Linked DNA regions of Rattus norvegicus: region 1 is linked to region 2. A link is a contact called in public Hi-C data. All regions are on one chromosome and are shown on one strand. The core of a region is the stretch at or near the end of the contact, and the rest is flanking DNA. Distances in the headings are between cores, read along the strand shown. Region 1 holds the start of Atxn1 (ataxin 1). Region 2 overlaps LOC108348532 (a long non-coding RNA gene).

Evidence for each region. A called contact is a pair of places that touch in the nucleus more often than the background predicts.
Region 1: a Hi-C map of the Rat2 cell line shows a contact between it and region 2, with 3 times the contacts expected there. The contact joins the promoter of Atxn1 here to the enhancer-like site in region 2. A contact is called at or near these places in 9 of 12 Hi-C or Micro-C datasets (the A7r5 cell line, the Rat2 cell line, Schwann cells and 5 more) and 1 of 1 datasets of contacts at active chromatin or transcription factors (oligodendrocytes).

The regions. Positions count from the first base shown.
Region 1 is chr17:18,940,261-18,946,950 of GRCr8, forward strand. Atxn1 (ataxin 1) reads left to right here and starts at 3,509. Exons shown (of 9, transcript NM_012726.3): 1 at 3,509-3,701.
Region 2 is chr17:18,737,887-18,745,243 of GRCr8, forward strand. It overlaps LOC108348532 (a long non-coding RNA gene), which reads right to left. Exons shown (of 4, transcript XR_001841837.3): 4 at 5,546-6,991. Among named protein-coding and RNA genes, the nearest start is that of Stmnd1, 110 kb to the left of the region's middle. Within about 2 kb of position 4,530, at least 10 of the 93 cell types and tissues checked have an H3K27ac peak or open chromatin away from gene starts, as enhancers often do.

The DNA of each region.
Region 1 (6,690 bases), core at 2,259-4,758, 200 kb after region 2:
AAGTTCTGTATGTGGGGCCAAATGTGCCCAGGCAGAGTCCTGAAGGACAGAGCAGTGTTCTTCATGCTGGGATGGGTCTGTCCTCAGCAGCTAGTTCAAAGGCAGACTTGGCCTGCCTAGTGTGCGGTAGGATCCTGGACTCTGAAAGTCTAAAATTCCCTTGGTGCTGCTGCAGCTGCTGCTACATTAACTATGTTGCTTTTAAATGCAGAAGTGTGACTTAAGAGTCTTGTGACTTAGTACACAGTTGCTAGACCATTTTAACCTTTCAAGAGCAGACAGGATAAGACCAGTAAAACAGAGAAGGTGGGGTAGAGACATGGCTTGAGACTTGAGAGCACTTGTTGTAGGACGGGGGTGGGGGGGAGTGTGGGGCATCCCACATACCTGTAGCCTCAACTTGGAGGGGGAAGAGACAGGAGGTAAAGACTAGGTTTGTTGATTTCCGGCTTAGTCTAGAAAATAGGACCCTTAAGTTCAGGTAGAGACCTTGTCTCAAAGGAATAATCAGAAAGTGATAAGAGGAAAGGAATAATCAGAAAGTGATAAGAGAGAGAGGGGTGGGAGAGATAGAGGAAGAGGGAGAGGGAGAGGGAGAGGGAGAGAGAGATAGAGAGAGAGAGAGAGAGAGAGAGAGAGAGAGATTGGTACCTTCTATGTATTTTCTATTTATTTTAAAATATATTAATATATTAATATATCTTATGTGTTAATGTATTTAAGATATATATCTTTAAAAATAAATAGAAGGTACTAAAATTTCTTTTTACATTAAAATATATGTAACACCGATTAAGAGTAAAGCACAGGGGGGCCTCTTCCTCAGTTTTACTTCACTACACAGCTTGACTGATAGTTGTACAAATATAATTTCAGATTTGGGTTTAAGAGCTGGTGCTACACACCTGCCACCTTGAAAACCCTGTTCTCTTTCCATCGAGGTTTTATTCACACAAGAACTTTTGCTTTTAAAGAACCGCTCTTGTTACTTCTGGGATGATGTATTTGACATTTTGTCTTCGGGAAACAAAACAGCTCAGTATTCAAGTAATGAAATTGCTTCATGATTATTATGTCTCTGTTGGACCTTGCAGGAAGCAATAACTGTAGGTAGTGTGTGTGTGTGTGTGTGTGTGTGTGTGTGTGTGTGTGACAGTTTATGGCTTTAATCTTAATGGCTAGGAAAGTAAACAACACATTTCTTATTAATTATTTTTACTGTGTGGATTATGTACATATTTAGCTTTCTTCAGGGAACATTTAAATTAATTGACTAAGTCTAATATGAATTATGTGTTTTAATATGTTTAAGGTTGTTAAAATAACGCAAATTAACCGCTTGCATCAACGTAATAATTACAATATTAGTTATTTCCCTTGAAAATTTTCTAAATCTAAGATGTCTAAAAATAGAGTGGAGGTGGATTGGACAGTTTGCAAATTATGAGCTGGAATAAAAACATCTCAGTTACGCCAAAAACATGGCAACCAATATTTTCTGTTATAAAAATATTTTAGATTAAATTTATTTTTTTTATGAAAGCTGTCTGCAACTGAAGCGAATTAACAGAAGCTTTGTCGATTTCACAGGCCAGCAGAAACAATACCTGTAGCACAAAGCAGACGCCTCTCTTCCACACGCAGCCAACAAGCTTCTGTTCAGTTTCAAAGACAGCTTTACCAAGAGGGAGTGAAAGATAGCAGTCAGTTAAGCTCTGAACTATTAACCTTCACCTGGAGAAAGTGCAGAAGGGAAAACAAAACTAGACAGAGCCTCCACAGGAAACTCACTTTAACCGTCCACTAGAGGCTGTAAGGAGACCAGTAATGTCACTTTAGCATATGAAGTCTAACAATCATGGATCTTTAAGTGAACAACACAGTTACGGGGGAGAGGGGCGGTGGGGGCGGGGAGGGGGAAGAGAACAGTTGTAGTTCTATTTAAACAACCGTGGATGTGTGCACGGTGTTTCAAAACCTGAGAATAGATTTGTATCCTACACACACACACACACACACACACACACACACACACACACACACACACACACACACACGGCATTTCTTTTTTAACTTCTGAAGTGCGGGCTCCACAATACAGTAGTTTAAAAGCTCACACGTTTCTCTCGGTGACTCTGTACGCTGCTTCAGATAGTGACTAACTGTTAGGTCCTACGTAAACTGAGCCAAAAGGTCTCTCAAATCCAGCTACAGTCAATAGTAGTGGCTTCCAGCGAGACCAAGGGATCAAGTTTCCAGACTCTTAGTTTTAAGCACCTGAAAGAGGTCAGATGCTGGCCTGACACCTACTGGTCTTCAAGAATTATCTGCAGCAAAGAGATCGCCACACCGAGCGACCCTCCTGGGGAGGTGCGGGCTCTTCCTTCGGATGCCACACCTGTTGGCAAGGTGCACTCCTCCGGAGAAGATTCCTTCCCACGGAGCTCACACCCGGCTGAGGTGTAGCCGGAGGGGGCGGGTGGGGACTCCGCGTCTGCGTTTAGCCACCGGGCCAAGGTGGGAAGTTCTTTCGCCTTGGATTCCCGAGAACCACCATCCACTGCTCAGTGCACGGGTTACCTCACTTGAGATGAGATGAATGGTCCACAGTTAGCTGTGAGGAGTGAGCAGCAGTTCGGTTACCAGGGCTAGAGCTGAGACGTTCGATGCTCATAGCAGATTTCTAGACCAGCAGAATTTGAAAGGAGGCCCAGGAGGTCGCCAGCTTGTCCAGGCAGGAAAGGTGAGGGTGCCGGTGCAAGCTGGGGAAGCCTGAGAACTTTCCGGAGTTGCAAGCCAAGGCAGAAGGCACCGGCCTAGCATCGGGTGGCTCAGGACTGGCGGGCTGGCTAGTTAACCGCGGGGATACAAAGAGTCCTCTTAGATGCTCACCAGGGGCACCCTGGGTGCTTCGTAATTAGAATCAGCCGACTTCCCCGCCCCCTTGGGTATTTTACCAGGTGGGAGTCAAAGCCTGACACCCGTTGCTCTGAGTCTCCCAGGTTGCCTGAGTTGCACCCTGCACTCACCCTGTCCCCCTCCAACTAGGTTGCAGGGAGCCGGGGAGGCGCGCGAGCACCGATCGGTCACCACTCCAATGACCTCATCGCCCCAACTTCCCCGCCCCTTTCTCAAACCTGGAAGGCACAGTTCCCTCCGGTCGGTGTCCGGGATCTGGAGTCGCAGTTGCGGAGAGACACCCGGCCTCCCCTGGAGCGAGCGCTGCCCCAGCCCGGGTGCATAGAAGGGTTAAGGGCGCGGGCCGGCAGCCGCGCCGTGCGCTCGCCGTGCTCTGTGCGGCTCGCCGGGCCGCCTGCCAGAGGGTGCCTCTCCCCCCCCCCCCCCCCATGAAGTCGGATCCTTGAGCTGCGGCGGCGGCAGCCAACTGCTCCATATTTGGCTTCTATTACACATTTACATACTGGAGCGAGCGAGCGAGCGCGAGAGAGAGCGCGAGGGAGGGAGGGCGGGCGGAGGGAGGAGGGAGGGGAGGGGGGAGGAGGAGGAGGAGGAGAGAGCAGAGTATACCGCAGACATCATTTCTACTACAGTGGAGGAGCCGTACAGGACCTGTTTCACTGCAGGGGGATCCAAAACAAGCCCCGTGGAGCCGCAGCTAGAGCTACAACAGCCGCAGGACACTGTGTCTCTCCCTCTGTTCCCCCTTCCCCACGCAACCCCAGATCCATTTACACTTTACAGTAAGTGGCTATTTTTTTTCCTCCTCTGATTCTTTCTCTCCCCCCTCCCCCTCCCCCCGATTTAGATTAAAATCACCTCCTCCCGCACCCCAATCCGCTCTCTCCGGAGAGGGGGCCAAAGAAACATCCAGCATAAAACCCCCCTCCCCCAGTCTCAATGGGCTGCACGGAAAACAGCTGGAAGAGGAGCGAAGGAAACCGACGCGTCGTGGTGTGTGTGTGTGTGTGTGTGTGTGTGTGTGTGTGTGTGTGTGTGTGTGTGTGTGTGTGTGGTGTGTGTGCAGGCGCGCGCGAGTGTATGTGTGACTGTGTACATACACCAGTGCCCGGCTCCTGCCTCCCGGCTCGGGACCCCCACTGGGAGCAGGAGCGGCTAGCAAGGGGAGCAGCTAGGGGCTGGGTGGGCGGCCGCCAGGAGAGGGGGCGCGCCCGGGCGGGGGGCGCGGGTGGGGAGAACGGCGGCGCCCCGCTCCGGCTGCTGCTGGTCCGGCGGCGGCGAGCGCATAGAGCCCCGTCCTCCTCCTTCCGTGTGGCGTAGGGGGAGGCGGCAGCCGCGGAGGGTCGCGCTGCCCTCTTCACTCCTCAACAGCCCCCCTCCCGAGTGGGGGCGGCGAGCGCTGCGGGGGCTCGAGGGAGGGCTGGGCTTCCCCGCCCGGGGTCGCCTAGCTTGAGAGAGGCAACCCCGAGCTTGGGGTCTCCCCGCCCAGGCCAGCGTCTCGGGGCCAGGAGGGGACCTAGAGGGGACTTGCAGGAGGCTCGGGGGCGCGGAGAGGTGGCGGCTCAGGGGGCAAGGGCACGCGGGCCATCGCAGCGCAGTGGGAGAGGCGACAGGGACCGGCCCTAGCTGCAGCCGCCACCGCCGCCCTGTTGGTGCGGCCGCTTCCTGATCCAAAGCAGCAGCAGCAGCAGCGGCAGCCGCCGCCACCGGAGCTGGAGCCGGGAGCCGGGAGCCGGGAGCCCGCGAGCGCCCCAGCTCGGCCCGGCGTCCCTGCCGGCGCCCGCGGCAGTAGCGGAGGAGCTGCGGGCGCTGCCCTGCGCCGGGACTGCTCTCCTGCGCGGCGGCAGGGAGGGTGAATGAAGACGGGAGGAGGGGAAGGAGGAGGCGGCGGCGGAGGAGGCGCTGCGGGGATTGGGATGTGCCCCGGAGCCCCGCGGCTCGTTCACTCGGGGCCCGAGACGCCGCCACTGCCCGGGCTGCCGCCGCCGCCGCCGCCTCCTACGTGGTTGCAGCCGAGCGCGCAGGCCAGTCCCGCAGGGGGTAGGGAAGGGGCCGGACGGGCGGAGCGAGAGGTGAGGCGGGGTCGGAGAGCAGGGAGTAAGTGCGTGTGAGTGTGTAGGTGCGTGTGTGTGTGTGTGTGTGTGTGTGTGTGTGTGTGTGTGTGTGTGTGTGTGTGTGCGTGCGCGTGTGTTCGCGCGCCGGGCGGGGGGCCAGGACCATCGCGATGGGGAGTGGGGTCCACAGTGGTCCCTTAGCTGACTCTGCAGCCCTTCGACCTCTCTTTAGCCACCTCCTTCAACTCTGTGGCTTGTGAGCTTTCATTTTATTTCAGACCACGTAGAGAGCTGACTGCAAGCGGTGAAACAATTCAGGTTTTCTAGAGAGATTGAGCAAGGACCTTAGTGGTGGGGGGTGGAAGTAGGGTGCTGGTCTAGACTCTACCAGGGGCGCCGGGTGGGGGTGGGGGGCGGGGTGGGAGAATCAGGGTTCTAAGACGAAAGGGTTTAGTTCGATCCCGTGGCTGTCCTGTTTTGTTTTTGCTTTCTTGCTGTATAATCCTACAGATAAGAGGGTAATATAAATACTTGGGAAGGTTGGGAAATTGTTGAAGAGTAGTAAGGGCGGAAAAAAAAAGAGCCAGTCGGAAGCTGGTTATATAATGCGCTATGTGGCTAACAAGAAAGGCAAGCTATTTTTATTTTGTTTACCGTATGTTGTGCAGTAGGAACTCCTCCAAACTGGTTCTGTCCCCGAAGAGATTTCTTAGTTTGTCAGAGAGAGAGTCACAGGATACAATTAGTAAAATTAGAAGACCCCACACCACCTACAGAAGAAAAAGTAATGCTTTAGAGCTCTCACCTCACATCCTGCCTGGCATGCAGGGGAATGTGTGTATGTCCTATGTTTCCCTGTAGCAATCTAGTGGTGTCATCTCAGTGACATTTCTGTTTTATAATGCGAGCTCTTCTTAATATTTAAACAGCATTGCTATAGATCGTAGGCAACAAGGTAGTTACAGGCTGGGTATTTTTAGGTACAGCTGGTTACTTTTTGCAAGAGTGTTTGCTAAACCATTTCTGTGTGGCTTTTTGAAGAGCCCTGTCATTCCTAGAAGCCCTCGTTAAGCCTAAACCTCTGGTTTATTGATGGTGGGTGGGTAGCTGAGACAGTTTGATAGCCGAGGGTTTTATTTTTATTTTTATTTTATTTTTGAATGAAGCTTATGCCAGCGGAAGCTAGAGGTAGCCACCAGAGAGAGGAAAAACATGCACAAGCCCTCTTGGAAAGGGATTGCACCATAACAGCTTAACTGTGGCATTTAATCTCCTCTGATTGTCCTCTAACTGGCCACGCATCAGTCAATATTTTAGCAGCTTTGCAAATAAGTGGGCTTGAATGCCACCTTCCACATAAAGCCGAGGCTGAGAAACCTCCTGCCCGCCTGCCTCTCTCATCATAGATACTGTCTGTGGTGTTAGTTTTCTGTACACTTACTCCAGCCCAGATCACTCATGTAATTAGATCAGGCTGCCATGGCAACAGACAGTGTTCCTTGGCCCATTCAGGTGGGTTTGCCTGAACTACTCCAAGTGTTTTATGCACGGTATTTGAACTGCCCGAATCCGAGGGGAGAGACTTCACTGTTTCAATTGCATCTTCTTTCAAGTCATCTGAACGGGAGACACTGAATGAGGCTCCTAGCTACTTAGCTTTTCTAAAGGAAACCAACACGCTGTTCCTACTGGGTACAATATGTAAATGCCTCTCCCC
Region 2 (7,357 bases), core at 3,280-5,779:
GAGTAAGTAGGATAAAACGAGGCACTTGTGTTGGGTGTCAAATTGAAGACATCAGCTCAAAATCTAGTACTCGAGGTAAAAGATATAAATTCAATATTCCAGAAAGACAAAATTAAGATAGTGATGTTCATGATGAGTGAATATGAAACATGAAATATAAAGTTATATGAAATAGAGGGTTTTGTCATGGGTTGGATTTTGGACCGTGTATTATTGCCCAGCAGGAGTCATCCTGTCCCAATAGCCCATGGTGCCTGATTGTCATAGGGGTATTGGGTTTCCAGCCAGGCTGATGAGGATGGATGACAGCATTTAGATATATTGGGCAACACAGCCTTTTATACTGTCCAGGCTTCTGGCTTTCTTTGCTTCCTTGGAAATGGGGAGAGACGTCTTGACAAGTCTATATATTGTGTGTGTGTCTTGATTTCCCTGTGGTTTAGCTTGCAACTGCCCAAGTTTCACAAGCCTGCCGCTGCCTACACCAGTGCTTTTCAGGCAACCCACCATCTTAGAACTGTCTGCCTCCGTGACCATCTCTGGGATCATTGGAACGAGGCCTGATGGTCTGACATGACTGTTGTTGCAAAAGTGACTGGTTCGTTCTGCTGTGCAACTTAGCTCAATGGTGGTGGTCCCGTGTCTGCCCTGGAGGCTCACAGGATGCTAGCACATAGACGAGTTCAATCAAAGCAGACAGAGGATAGGTGAGCCTGAATCTTCTCACATAGGGGGAAATAAGAATTGCAGAGTTCTAGAGTGAGGTGCTACGTCAGGAATTAGAACATCCAAGTCCAACGGACCTTCATTAGATTGAGGATTACACTGATGAGAATAATAAACCCCTACTTATTAAACAGGAATGGTAGAGTGGGAGCAAAGGTTCCTGGGCTTTTCCCAGAGTGGCCATTACACAACACATTTTCATAGACCATTCTCATAAAAAGAAAAAAAAAAAGAGGCTGGAGAGATGGCTCAGCAGTTAGGAGCACTGGCTGTACTTCCAAAGGACTCTTGGCCCGATTCCCTTCACATGCCTTACAGTTCGCAACCATCTAGCTGTAAATCTACCCTGCTCTGGCCTCCACTGGCATCACTCACACATGTGGTGTGCAGATATAAATGCACGCAAGACACCCACACACATAAAAACAAACAAACAAAAGAGATGCCTACGGAAACCAAAGCCGGGAGGTGTCCTCGGACCATAAGAATTGTCAGAAAAGGTTTCTCAAGCCAGAGACTCAAGCTAAACTTGGTTAACGTGCACCTCAGTTCATAAAGTAGGGATATAAGGCCAAATATTTCACTGGAGACACAGGATGTTTTATTTGAAAGATGATTGAACATTCTTTCAACATGGAGAGATTTCACATGAGATTATACTGCTGGTAAGACAGGGGTTATTTGGCAGCACATCTGGGTTCCTTATTATTTTTTTAAAATAATATCACCTTTATTTGTTTGTTTGTTTGTGGGGAGCATGTATGTATGTGGGCGGACATGTGCCATGGCATTTGTGAGGAAGTCAAACGACAACTCTCTGGAGTTAGCTATCTCCTTCTACCAAGTGGGTTCCAGGAATCGAACTCAGATCATCAGCCTTGGCCACAAGCACCTGTGTGGACCCAGCCCCTCACCAGCCCAGATCTGTGCTCTTGATTATAAAAATCCCCCAGAACTGCTGACTACTGGACGGGCATTTTTTTTTTTTTTTTTTTTTTTGCAGAAGGGCAAAAATGCCGCATACAGATAAGCACCGGAGAAGCTGGAAAAGTTAAACGGGCAGTTTAGCTCTTTAAAGGAAGAAGTTGCTTAGCTGTTCTCCCAGAACGCTAGGAGAAAAGATCGTAGTTTACCACATGCAGACCATTCGGTATCTGTTGTTTCAGGCTTTACCCATAGTCCCTAGAGTTCATGTTTTGCTATGCCAGACCCATTTCCCCCTAAATCTTGAGCGTTGCTTCCAGGGCATAAAAGTCATTCTTATGAGTGATGTTGCTTGTGCTTTACAACAGCCTAAGTGGCTTCTGTGTTATCGTAGGGCCAGTTCAATCCTGACACCCATGAGCATTATGTAAAACTCAGTGATTCTCCCTAGACCCTGAATCTTGGGCACCATCTCTGAGTCAACGATACCCATCTTTGAGAAAGAAGCCAGATGCACTTTGTAAAGAATCTCAATTTGCCTTAAATTTGTTGTACACTTAGGACTGGGTTAATTGTCATCAGAACCCTCTCCTCTCCCCAAATTGTGCAGTGCTTAAATAAATGAACTGAAGTGAGACTCTCAGAGCTTGAGCCAGTGGTGGATACTGAGTCGCACTGAACTGGGTTTCATTCTTGTCTTACTCTTGGATTATTTCAGGGACTCCCCTGCCTCCACAGGCTTTAATTCTCCTTTTGACTTCATAACCTCTACTCTTTCCACCTGTACTCACTACTCTAGGCTGGCCAATGTGACTAAAAGCTGAAAATTAAAATTAGCAGCATTGGAATGCCAGAGTCTTCCTTGCTGTCTATTTCACTCACCTGTGTTAACTATTCAGCCCTGGTGGGGTTGAGCTCACAGACCCTGGTGTTTTTGTCATTGGAACAAAATGTGCCACACGTACATTTGGGGCAAAGGAGTTGCCCAGGCTGGGAGATGAGATAGTTTTTCGCAGGGGTGGTCCAAGAAGGGTATATCACCAGGAGCCCAAGTCGACAAGTGAGGTGGCTCTGGGGGCTAAGGTTCTTGTTACCAAGCCTGATGACCCAAGTTTAATTATTGGACTCACTGCAGGGCTAAGAGAACCAACTCTTATCTTCTGATCTTCATAAGCACGCTACTGAGCGTGTGTGTGTGTGTGTGTGTGTGTGAATACTCACACGGATACATACACATACACACACAGTCACAGGCACATACACAGACACAGACAGAGACACACACAGGCACACACACAGACACATAGGCACACAGATATACAGGCACACTTAAAGACTCACACAGACACACAGAGACACATACACAGATACACACAGAGACACACACAGGTGCGCACACAGACATCCTTAACGACACACACAGACACAGACTCACAGACACAGAGACACACTTAAAGATACACAGATCACACAGACACAGACATACAGACACACAGGCACACTTAAAGACTCAGACAGACACAGACATACAGACACATAAAAACACATACACAGACCCAAACACAGACAGACACACTTAAAGACACACACACAAACACACACACACACAGACATACACAGGCACACATGCAGATACACCTACACACACAGACACACACAGAGACACAACACACACACAGAGACACACAGGCACACACACAGACACACTTAAAGACACATAGAGACCCACACAGGGACATAGAGATACAGACACAGCCACACACACACACACATGCACACACACAGAGAAACATATACACTCACACACAGATACACACATTCACACACACAAGCACAAAGAGACACACACAGGTACACAGATATACAGACACACACAGGTAGACAGACAGCAGACAAGCAGGCAGGCAGACAGACAGACAGACAGACAGACAGACAGACAGACACACACACACACACACACACACACACACACACACACCAGACTGAACTGTTTTCCCAGCTCAGGCCTACTTTACAGGCAACCCAATATTACTCAGACTTGATCCTTTTCCCTTGAAATCCCTTTTGCACGCATCAGGAATTCTTTCCCTCTCCTGCCTGCTTTGGGCTATTCTCCTATCCAAAGATGGCCTTCCACCGGACAGTTCTCTAAAGTTCCTTTGTCCCTCTGGGCTCAGCTTCCTGAGTTACCTACTTTGCCTCCTAGGAAGTTCCTACGCAATCAACTCAGTAGAGAAGCCGTGTGTTCTTCTGACTTCCTCGGCCTGAAGGATAAGCTCCTTACATTTGTATGTTTATATCTCATCTAAATCTTCCTGCGGCGCAGCCGAGGATGGACACAAACCTGTCTTACAGCCTTCAAGAGCAGTCTTCAAAGCCGGGGAGCACTTCCCAATCACAGCCACTAGAGGTCGCTCATCCACACAGTCTTGCCCGGTTCAGGTTCCCAGCTGCACAGGGAGATTACTAGACAAGCTGGAAGTAGGGCAGGCTGTCTTTATTTCTTTTTCTCTCCAACACAGCCTCAGGCCATCAGAGCTTCTGAAGTCAGGGTCCCTGCCGTGCAAGCTGCAGAATGAAAACACTGCAAATCACAAAGGTCACTGCATCCACTCTGCGAATCCACTGCTCACCTGAAATCTTCTGCTTCACCAGCAAGAGCCCAGTTAAGGTTCTGAATATTTTTTTCCCAGCTCTAGTTTCCCAGAAGTGGGAGGGGGAACATGTGACCACTGAGTGCATTGTATGTACGCAATTACAGATTATGCCTCAGATCGGTGATGTATGGAGAAAGATTTCCATGAACAAGCCGCTTCTCTGATCCTCGGGGACTTTCTGAGCTGGGCACTGTACTAAAAACAGCACTGGCTTTTGCAAATGGGCCAAGCTTAAGGTAGAGGCAGCAATCAGATCCTACTTGAGAGACTTCATGAGCCCACAGCAGCCCTATGAAACAGTAAGTTAGGGGATCGGACAAATGCGGCAGGCGGGTGGGAAGAGAAGAAATCGTAGATAATGTGCGCCCTGCATGGCTGAGAGCCTAGCATGGTGTCATGTGGGCATTTTGGGGCAGAATGCGGATGGGAGTTGACAGTGACTGATTCAAGTGGCTGTGTCAGTTATAAACATTCAGGGGTGTGTGCAGATGCTGGGAAGCAAGCTAGCACAGTGTGGATGAGTTGAGATTCTGGCTGCCAACCCTCTAAAAGCAAGCTCGCACATGCCATCAGCAGTTTCTAAAGTAGCGTTTAGACCTACTGGCAAACTTCAAAGGCAAGGCACCATGATCAAAAGGCTATATTCAGGAGCATGTGCAGCTGGACTCCTGATGATCTGACATCGATTAGTCATGACTTAAACCCTCTGAACCTCAGTTTACTCACATAGAAAATGGGACGGATAGACCCCACCTCACAGGTGTGGATAGACACAAAGTACTTGGACTAGTGCCTGGTACAGGTCCGGAGTATGGTCACATGTTACCAGGTTTGAAATGTGTCATCGGGACATCATTGAGTCAACTTGTGTACACGCACCTACACAAGCAAAGCATCAAAAACCATTTTCCAAACGGTCTTCTTGGTCTGGCATAAGGAGTTGGCGGGACACCAGGGAGCAGAGTTGGACTGTCTTTGCCCTCTCTCTGTTCCTGCAGGCCACCAGTAGGGTGCATATTGACACACTGGAAGGCCATGCTGGGAGGTCCTGGGGTCCTCACCATGCCACCATGCCATCATGCCAGGTGGCAAAAGGGCCTCGATTTACAGCCCTGTATCAACACTGCTTTTAAAGAAGACTCTTGCCTTGTCTAAAAGCTTTAAAGTGATCACCAATTCTACCTCCCTACGGATGGGACTGCTTTCCGGGTCTCCATTTCCAGAACAGGGAGATACTATCCATACTAAAGATCTTATTCTACAAGTAGCTCCCTCCGGCAGTCAGCTTCCACAGAGTATCTAAGAGCCATCAGCCCTGGGAGACCCACTGCTTGTTCTGACATCGAGTAACAAAATAACACTCCTTGATTAGCTCAAACCACCTGGAACCTCAACCTTGTGGGCGGGTCCAGCAAATGGTCCCCATTGTCTTGCTGCTTGGATACATTGTAGTTCTGTCTGGTCTTTGATCCAGGCCATTGGAGGTTCCTCCAAATCTTACCCAGCCTCATCTAGGTAGTTTTTAGTTTTTGGAAATAGAAGTTCAGAGAGTGCGGGTTGGCTTTTAACTCCCCATGTCGCCAAGGATGACGCTACACTTCTGGTCCTTTTGTCTCTGTCTCCCAAGTGCTAGGATTCCATTGCCACCTTCTAGCGACTTCCACAAATCAGATCCTTAAGCAGCTTCGATCCCCTTGTACACATTTTTCAAGACCGTAGCTTCGAGCTGGGGCATGCTTGATTGGAGAGCAATAACCGCCATCGATTTTTCACCTCCATAGTCCTTAATCACTTAAAATTTCATTTCCAGGTCAATTACTCCATGTGACCTCTTGCTAGTCACATCAGCAGTGGATTTTTTTTATATTTAGGGTCCAGGATGAACAAAGCATGAGCTTAAATCAAGCACCAGAGAACGATGCTATCAACACATACTGTAAGCATAAACACAGGGTGAAAAGGTCCACTGAAGAGTAATACACCATGTTTACAGTAAGCTCCCCCAACCCCAATATGATAAACCAGGCTGATCAGTTTTAACTATCTGCTTAAACCTAGGATCACCTGGGAAGAGGGTCTTAATGAGGAATTATCTAGACCAGCCTGTGGCCATATCTGTAGGGGATTTGTTTTTGATTATTAACAGAGGTGGGAAGGTCCGCCCTGAACACCAGTTGGGACAATTTCATAGGCTTAGCACTGAACTGATGAGTAGTGAAAAAAAAGCTGTCTGGGCACAATTAAGCAGGTAGCCTGTGTGGGTGAGATCCAGTCTGTCTTCAGCTGTGGCTGTGATGTGGTTAGCTGTGTGAGTTCCTGTCATGACTTCCCTGAAATGACAGACATCATCATTATCAAGTACTGTGTATGTATATAGTTTTTAGGGTGAACCTTTACATAAGGGCCAGATTGGTGGTTTAGTTCACATAACCATGGTCACAAATACATGGTCTATTTTACTATGACATTAATGTCATGAAGCTCCAAGAGTTTCCCGATTTCAATACAGTCTCAGAGGTCCCCCACTGTGTATATACTTCTTCATTGGTTGAAACAACGCTGTTTTGACGACACCTGTACCCTGTCTTACTATTACCGCTGTGCTTTGGTTCTGTCACTGGTTTACCCTGGGGAATTCAGCACCGATGAGTGACATTCCTTGTGCATCCTTAGGTTACTGTCACCTGTCCGGGGGGTGAGAGAAATAAGAACCTTCCTGAGTTTCACAAGAAGATGAATAATTTTCTAAAAGCATATCACAATTTCCCTACACCGTGATTATAAGATACATAGACCATTTCCCCCTCCAAGTGTTATCTGATTTCTCTGTCATCTAACTGACTGGTGCTTGATAAAATGGGCACGTTAGGTTTTAGTCATAAGTGCAGCATTTCGGGAAGGAAGGAGGAGGAGGGGGGACCACCCCACTTCTGTAGGCAAGGGAAAACAATGAAATATTAAGAAGTTAACAGGAAAGCCATCTCATTTTATATTGTTAAACTGCCACCATGAAGTCTGGAATTTTTCGCTAAGAAGTCAGCGAGTGAGTC